2 separate regions of the Zea mays genome follow, and region 2 is linked to region 1. The links are chromatin contacts, called in public Hi-C maps. All regions are on one chromosome and are shown on one strand. The core of a region is the stretch at or near the end of the contact, and the rest is flanking DNA. Distances in the headings are between cores, read along the strand shown. Region 1 has its middle 36 kb from the start of LOC100280775. Region 2 holds the start of LOC100279971.

The links. A called contact is a pair of places that touch in the nucleus more often than the background predicts.
Region 2: a Hi-C map of leaf shows a contact between it and region 1, with 5 times the contacts expected there. The contact joins the promoter of LOC100279971 here to the enhancer-like site in region 1. A contact is called at or near these places in 2 of 25 Hi-C or Micro-C datasets (leaf and tassel).

The regions. Positions count from the first base shown.
Region 1 is chr8:23,738,406-23,742,258 of Zm-B73-REFERENCE-NAM-5.0, reverse strand. No RefSeq gene overlaps it. Among protein-coding and RNA genes, the nearest start is that of LOC100280775, 36 kb to the right of the region's middle. Within about 2 kb of position 1,593, at least 19 of the 20 cell types and tissues checked have an H3K27ac peak or open chromatin away from gene starts, as enhancers often do. A contact at or near this core is called in leaf and tassel, where this site is marked.
Region 2 is chr8:24,005,603-24,009,455 of Zm-B73-REFERENCE-NAM-5.0, reverse strand. It overlaps LOC100279971, which reads left to right and starts at 1,941. Exons shown (of 8, transcript NM_001152919.2): 1 at 1,941-2,218; 2 at 2,976-3,031; 3 at 3,338-3,462; 4 at 3,641-3,800. The coding sequence starts at 2,138.

The DNA.
Region 1 (3,853 bases), core at 344-2,843:
ACCACAGATGGTACTGAATTTGTCATTCATAGATCACTGCTACTAGTTCTATGAGATTGGTCCTGTTAATTAGTTTATCCATCAATCGAATATAGATTGGTTCTGTATTACTCCCTCCGTCAATAAATGTTTGTCGCTATGGTATTCGTGCTGATCAAATTTTATTAAGTTTGACTAGATTTATAGAATATATTAGCAACATCTGTATCTTTAAATAATTTTACTACAATAATAAATTTAAAGATCTATCTAATACTATAAATATTAATATTTTCTTATATAAACGTAGTCAAAGTTAAAAATTGTTGACTCATTGAAAAAAAGTAAGAACGACCAACATTTATAGTCGGAGGGAGTAGTACTGAAACATTCAGGCTAAAGCCCTAGCTACAAGATATTTGGCATGAAATGTGCTCAGTTAGGTGAGAAAAACGGCAGTGCGTGCGAATCCTGCCAGTTAGCTGAGGATTTCGTGCGTGCTAGAAGGGTGCACTGTCATTCTCCGATTAAAGTACTACACACCGTTGCCGGCGAGGAGGTGTCTGGGAGGGGGAGCACCGGAGCACCACGGAAGAAGGGCAGGCAGTGTATCAGATCTCAGAAGATGCAAGCCCTGGCAGTGGCAGCAGCAACGACAACGACCGACATGATCTCCGTGCAGTTCATGCAGAAGGTACGGCCGGCCGGCCGGCCACGAATTACCAGGAGCTCTCGACCATCCCGGCCTCTCTCTTGCTCGTGATGCTCGTTATAGGACAACGACAGTAATGTGGTGCATTTGCTGCTGTTTGATACTCTGACTGATGCAAATTAATGATTATGACGCAGCACAAAACTCTAATTAGGGTCAATAATATATATCGGTATACGCAGAATTTGGATCATAAATTCAACACTGCGGGGCACTAGGGTCTGGCCGTCGTGGTGCTGGTCTACTCCGTCGGCCACGCCACCGTCGCCTTTGCCGCGTGCGGACGCTTCCCCTGGAAGCAGGTCAGTGTCAACCAGCAGAGGTTAGGGGCTACGTATACGTGGCGGCGTCCTAATGTTGCTGACTTGCTGTGCGCCTGCGTACGTGCACGAACGCATGCGTAACGCAGGTGCCGTGCTACGCGGTGGCCCAGGGTGCTATGGGATCCACGCTGGCCAGCCTGACGCTGCGCCTGGTGTTCGATCGGCGGCGCCACGGCGCGCGGCCACTTCTTCGGCACGGCGCCGGCGGGGACGGACGCGCAGGCGGTGGCGCTGGAGTTCGTCCTCTCCTTCTACCTCATGTTCGTCACTTCGTCGTCTCCAGCGTCGCAACCGACAACAGAGCTGTAATTATTCATCGTCACCGAGATGTCTTCTCTTCTTTGTTCCATGCAATCGTACAGTCGTACGTCGTCAAGCCAGGCAAGCTCTTCGCCGGACAGGGTGGGTGTGAAGTGTGAACTGTGAAGCAGCTGACGCTTTGGCGATAGTGCGAGATTGAGATGGGCCCGTGTTCTGAGTTCTGAGATTTTTCTTTTATTTGGCGCGGCCCACAGGCCCATCACAGGAGCGTCGATGAACTCGGGGCGGTCGGACCTTGGGCCCGGCGATCGTGGCAGGCCGGTACACGAGCATATGGTTGGGCGCGTGGGCCTACAACAAGTCGCCGCTGCGCGAGATCACCAAGAGCGGCTCGTTATCTCCTCAGTGCAGCGGCCAGCACAAGTTAGCAGCTCGCTCAAACCCCAACGAATCTGCTGCTGGGCTATCTTACTACTACGGAGATACGTAGTGGATTGCTGGAGTTTGGGTGGTTGTCTGGTTGTTACCCACACTAGATAATGAAGGATGTTTGAATCTCATTCTTATATGTGTTGCTGATTTGGTTGGAGTCCAATGATGAAATGAAGATTGCGGATAAGGCTACAGCGAGAGCAATGGCTAAAGACGCGTTCATTAACAAAGGTACGTCTTACAATCTATTTTCTGTTCTTAATACTGATAATGTTGTTCTTATGGATGTTGCGCACGAATTAGGGGTTGAATTAGGATCTTCTGTTAATGAAGTTGTGGAAAATTTAGACCTGATAAAATCGTTAGAGCTTTCTAGGAAGAATCTTGTTGTGCAATCTGTTAAGTGTAATTTTGATCCTAACAAGGCAGTTATTCATGACTCTGATATGGATAATAGTGTCCATAATAAAGGAGAGGATAATGCTTTGACTGATCTTGAAAATGTGATGGTGCTCAGAAAAGGTCGCAAAATTCGCCACAAAAAAAAATCTGTGAGGAAAAAGAAAGACAACAAATCTCCTAAACATAGGAATATTCCTATTAAAAGGAGAGGTATGAATGAGGGGCTCACCCAAAGTTGTTCAGAATAATAGGCTTAATTTGGAATTGTCAGGGCCTAGGTAAAGATGTGAAAAGTGATTTCTTAAGAGATATTATTAGGAAAGAGAGAATTGATTTTATTGGTCTTCAAGAAACCAACAAAAAAAACTTTGATGACTCTTGGTTGAATTTTATTGGTGGCAATAGAAATTTTGCTTGGGTTTGGTCCCCCCCTAATGGGAGATCTGGTGGCTTACTCGTAGGGTTTGATGCTGACATTTTTGATGTGAGAGAAAAAGATTTGGGGGAATTTATGATTCGTATTCTGGTGATTCATAAGGAATCAGGCTTTATTTCGAACTTCATAAACGTGTATGGAGCTGCTCAAAATGACCAGAAACATAAATTTCCGAGTGAGTTGTCTGCTTTCTGTTCCAAGTGCTCTCACCCATGTTAATTGGTGGTGACTTTAACATCCTTAGGAATGAGTCAGACAAAAATAAACCTGGTCCAATAATAGGTGGAGTTCTTTATTTAATTCTATTATTGATATGCATGATCTGATTGAACTGGAGCTTAGTGGTAGACTTTATACCTGGTCCAATAATAGAAATCCCCCTACGTATGAGAAGTTGGATAGATTTCTTGTTAGCCCTGAGTGGGATTTGCATTATAATAATGTAAATGTTTCTGGTCTCAGTAGATCTTTTTCTAATCATGTGCCTTTATGTCTCAAAACTGATTTTGCTCCCCCTTTAGTGAGAGATTTTAGATATAAGTTGTGTTGGATGCTTATACCTGATTTTATAAATCTAGTTGAAAAGAATTGGTCTTTGCCAGTCAGAGGTAAAAAAAGTATTGATATTTGGAAAGAAAAAATAAAACGTCTCAAGAAAATGTTGAAAGGTTGGAACATAAATGTTGAAGGTAGGTATTTAAAACTGAAAAAAGATTTGATGAGTAAAATTGACATTTTAGATAAAAATGTGAAATTTTGGGCATTTCGGATGCTGAAAGAATTGGAAAGCTTGAGTTGGAGTGGAATTTGAAAAAAATTATGGAAGAAGAAGGGTGCAAAAAAAAGCAAACTGCGAGGGAGAAATTCATTAATGAGGGGGATGAGAATACCAAATTCTTTCATCTTATTGCGAAAGGTCGGAAACGACATGTTAAAATTCCTTTTTTGATCCATGATAGTGCTTCTGTGAATGATTCTGAAAGTATCAATAAGATTGCGTCTTCTTATTATAAAGATCTTTTTGGCCCTTCTGTCCACTCTAGTATTAATGTTTCTAATCTCAATATGAATCAGTTGTCTGACACACACATATCGCTTTTAACGGCTCCTTTTAACATCAATGAAGTTAAAAAAGTGGTGTTTGAGATGAAACATAATAGTGCTCCTGGTCCGGATGGTTTTCCTGCTGAATTCTTTCAAAATTTTTGGGAGCTTATCCACATGGACATTTGGAACTTATTCAAAGACTTCTATGAGGGAAATCTAGATATTGAAAGATTGAATTATGGGATGGTTACTCGCATACCA
Region 2 (3,853 bases), core at 692-3,191, 270 kb before region 1:
GATTCTTGGGCTATTCGCCACAGAGAGAAGGAAAAAAAGATGGTGGTCCAAGGAAGCCGGCTAATCAGAAGGATAGCAAGTGAGGCGATGAGCAGGACTTTTGGGTGGTGTCCGAGTGACCGTCGTATTGTTGGTTGAAGACTTCTTTTGGCGCTAGTTGGTTGTTATCTACAGCTCAAGTGTTTGGATGTCATTTTGGTGGGCTAGATACATCTGAGGTGTTTTAGCTGTGTTGCTGCTTTTGGCATGTGACCATTGTATATAAGCTTGACTTAAAAACTGCGGTTTCACTTGAGCTGATACTAGTGGAGTCTAATCTTTGCTTTCCTAGTATGATAGAATGTAGAGGTTAGTTCCGCTAGAAACTCTTTTTGGTGATGAGTTGTATCCCATCGTTGTGGTCTGTAATGACACTTATTCTATTTTCTAATGAAATAGGGGCTCTGCCCCTTCGTCAAAAAAGCGGCCCTAAATCTACCCCGAGCCGCCACCGCGAGGGAAACGAATAGGGGTGTAAACAGTACGGATATTATCCGACCATCCGACCGTCCGAAGAGGCTAATTATTCGGTTGGATAGTTTTTTCGGATATCCGCAGAATTTTCGGATTTTGGATTCGAATTCGGATACTACAGTTCGGATATCAGATACAGATATGATATGACTGATATCCGTCAGATTTCGGATATCCGAATATCTTCTCGGATAACTGTCCGGATTTTATATTTCGGATATCCGGACATCTACCCAGATATCTTACCAGATTTTATATTTCAGATATTCGGATAGTTACATGTGAAATCACCCTAAATATCCAAGTTTTAACATAATCAATACTTCACTTTATCATTTTCATATGGGGATTTGAGGTTTTGGTAGACACTAGATTATTTTATGATTTTAATTACATTTTGATGATTTTTTTAGAAAGAAATTAATAATACACAAATAGCCTTAGAAATTCATAAAATTTGACGGAGGGTTAACATTTGTCTACATAAAATTCTAAAAAATGTTTGGGCCATAAAGTCCATAAGATGCCAGTGATTCTTTTCATTTTCTTACACTTGTTATGTGAGTTACACGTGAAATCAGCTTAAGTATCCAAGTTTTAACATAACCTTTACTTCACTTTCTCATTTTCATGTAGGGACTTGAGGTTATCTTCTTATGGAATGTTTATTAGTCTTGATAACTTATTTGCAATTTTTGGTCGATACTATAATATTTTATGGATTTAAATGCATTTGATGATTTTTTGCAAAAAGAAATTAATAATATACAAATAGTCTAAAAAAATCACGAAATTTGGCGTATGAGTAACATATGTCCATATAGCATCCTCAAAAATATTTGAACCATAAAAACCACAAGATGTCATCAATTATTTCATTTCATTTCCACTTATTTGTGAAACCCGTAATGATTACATGTGAAACCACCATAATAATAAGTGAAACCACATATCATAATAACACGTGAAACCACATATCATAATTATCAATATTTTATGAATTTAATTGTATTTTAATGATATTCTACATAAAGAAATTAATAATACTCAAAATAGCCTTAGCATTCATGGATTTTTATGGAGGTGTAGCATATGTGCACATATAGTCCTCAAAAATATTTGGACTAAAGGAGGGGCTAAATGATTACAATTATGATATGTGTGGAATGATGTCTTACACGATATCCGACAAAAATATTCGTTACCGACGCTATCCGTGTCCGATTAGCTCCGTATTCGACCCACGACTATCTGTATTTGTATTCGAGAACATCCGTATTTGTATTCGTATTCGAAACTATCCGTATTCGAATTCGAATCCGACTAAAAATATGAAAACAAATATGATTTCATTGATATCCGTCCGTATTCGATCCGATTAACACCTAGAAACGAACACCCGCGCCGCGGCTTGCAGGGCGGGGTCCGCTGTCGTTGCATTGCGGATTGCGCTAAGGAAATAGAGGCGGGAGCGGGAAAAACCGCCCCGCCTGCCGTGGCTCCACTGCTCCAGGCCCCAGGCCCCAATCCCGAATTCCCGATCCCGCGCGCCCTCCTCTTCGTCGCCCCCTACTCGGCAGGAAAACCTAGGCGCGTGGGTTCCTGGACTTTCTGGTACGGGAGGATGGCGGGAGAGGCCGTGGACCAGTCGTTGCTCCACCTGCTGCCCCAAATCCATGCCCTCTTCTCCGACCCGCTTCGCGTGGTAATGATGGGCTCAGCCCCCGCTATATCACCCCCTCTCCGACCCCCTCGATTCCGTGGCGCGAGGTTAAGCTATTGCGTAGATTCCTGCGGTTGCGGGTGGTCGATGACATGGATTCTGCGGGTTTTGATCATTTGATGGCTCATTTTGCTTGGTTAGGGCGATGTGTTTGGTTACTGGTATGGGAATTTCTGATGATTATGGATGCTTGTTATGCTCCACTAGTGGTCACTGCTGATTGAGCGGGGAAATAGCTGCAAACTGCATTACGTGCTGCGTATTTGCTGATGCACTGCACTCTTCGTCGTTCGTAGAACTAATTAATAAATAAGAAAAGGCACCAGCCTCGTTGCTGCTTAACTCCTGTACAGTTTCGTAATCAATTAAATTAATGTTCCTTTGAAGCCTAGACACGATTTACTGAAACCTGTGTACGTCTGAGTTGTTACACCGATTGGTTTTAATCTGTCAAGTTCTGTTCATCGTGGTTATCTCGCAAATGATGGAAGAGAATAGATGAGATCTCTCTGTTCCAACTCAATAAATGATAACCCACAAGAGAATAGATGATTTTTATCCCTTGTTAGGAGTGACTATAGTAAGGAACACTGTTGTCCCAACTCAATATGATGAGAGCGATATGCCTTTGTTACTTGAGATTGTCGGTTGCTTGTCTAGTTTTCCTCCATTGTTTTTTTGTTGGAATTGTTTCCCAGTGACTAACTTTCCATCATTATATATTGTGCTTTTATAACAGATCTCGTACAAATGGCTTAGCCGTAACTTCTCTGTATCATCGAACGATGCCAAGAGGTAGTATTTCAGCCGTGTTAATATTTGCCCTGGGAAACTGTAATTTGAGGAGCATGACTTAGGCCATTCCCAGTGGAACTTTCATTGCACAGTTTCCAAAAGTGACACATCGGCTTTTGTCTATGAAATCGTGTATCCTGAGTTTCATCTGGATGAAACCCTTTCTCCTCTCACGAAACTCTCTTCATCTCTCTCATTATAAATACCGTGCCATGTCATCAAATATGGTGATGTGTCATCTCATTAATGAGAATGAAATTATGATGAAACTCTAGGTGCCTTATGCAGTTAGCAAACTATCTTCAGGTTGCTTCAGGAGTTTGTCGACAAACATGGAACCGACCTCCAGGTGATTTACAGTGTGTCAGGGTGGTTGAAGAGCAATCCCGAAAATTATTGTGTAAAGCTCGTTTCAGGCCCAAAACTTGAAGGTAATGCATGAATTTCTGTTCTTATTTATGGTACAGTTTCCTGATTTGTGGTGCTTCATCTAGGATATATTTGGATAACTAGATCTAAAATTTTCCTGTGTTTTCGCTTTCCAGTGATTTGCTTTTTTTTTCTTGTGTCAAATATCTTAGTTGAAAGGTCAATCTGTCTTCTATGCAGAAGCAAGGCATGGTTTCAAAGATTCTTGTTCAGTTCAGATCTACAGCATCCAGGCCTGTATTCCAAAAGATACAGCTGTGCTTTGGAATCATGAATTTGTGCAGGCAGAGGAGCTTTTCAACCAGCCTTTTGATGATGAGAACTGTTTGAGAGATAATAGGTATTGTTCTCTTAACCCACTTGGTTTTCTCCCAAGTCCCAAGCAGGCATGCC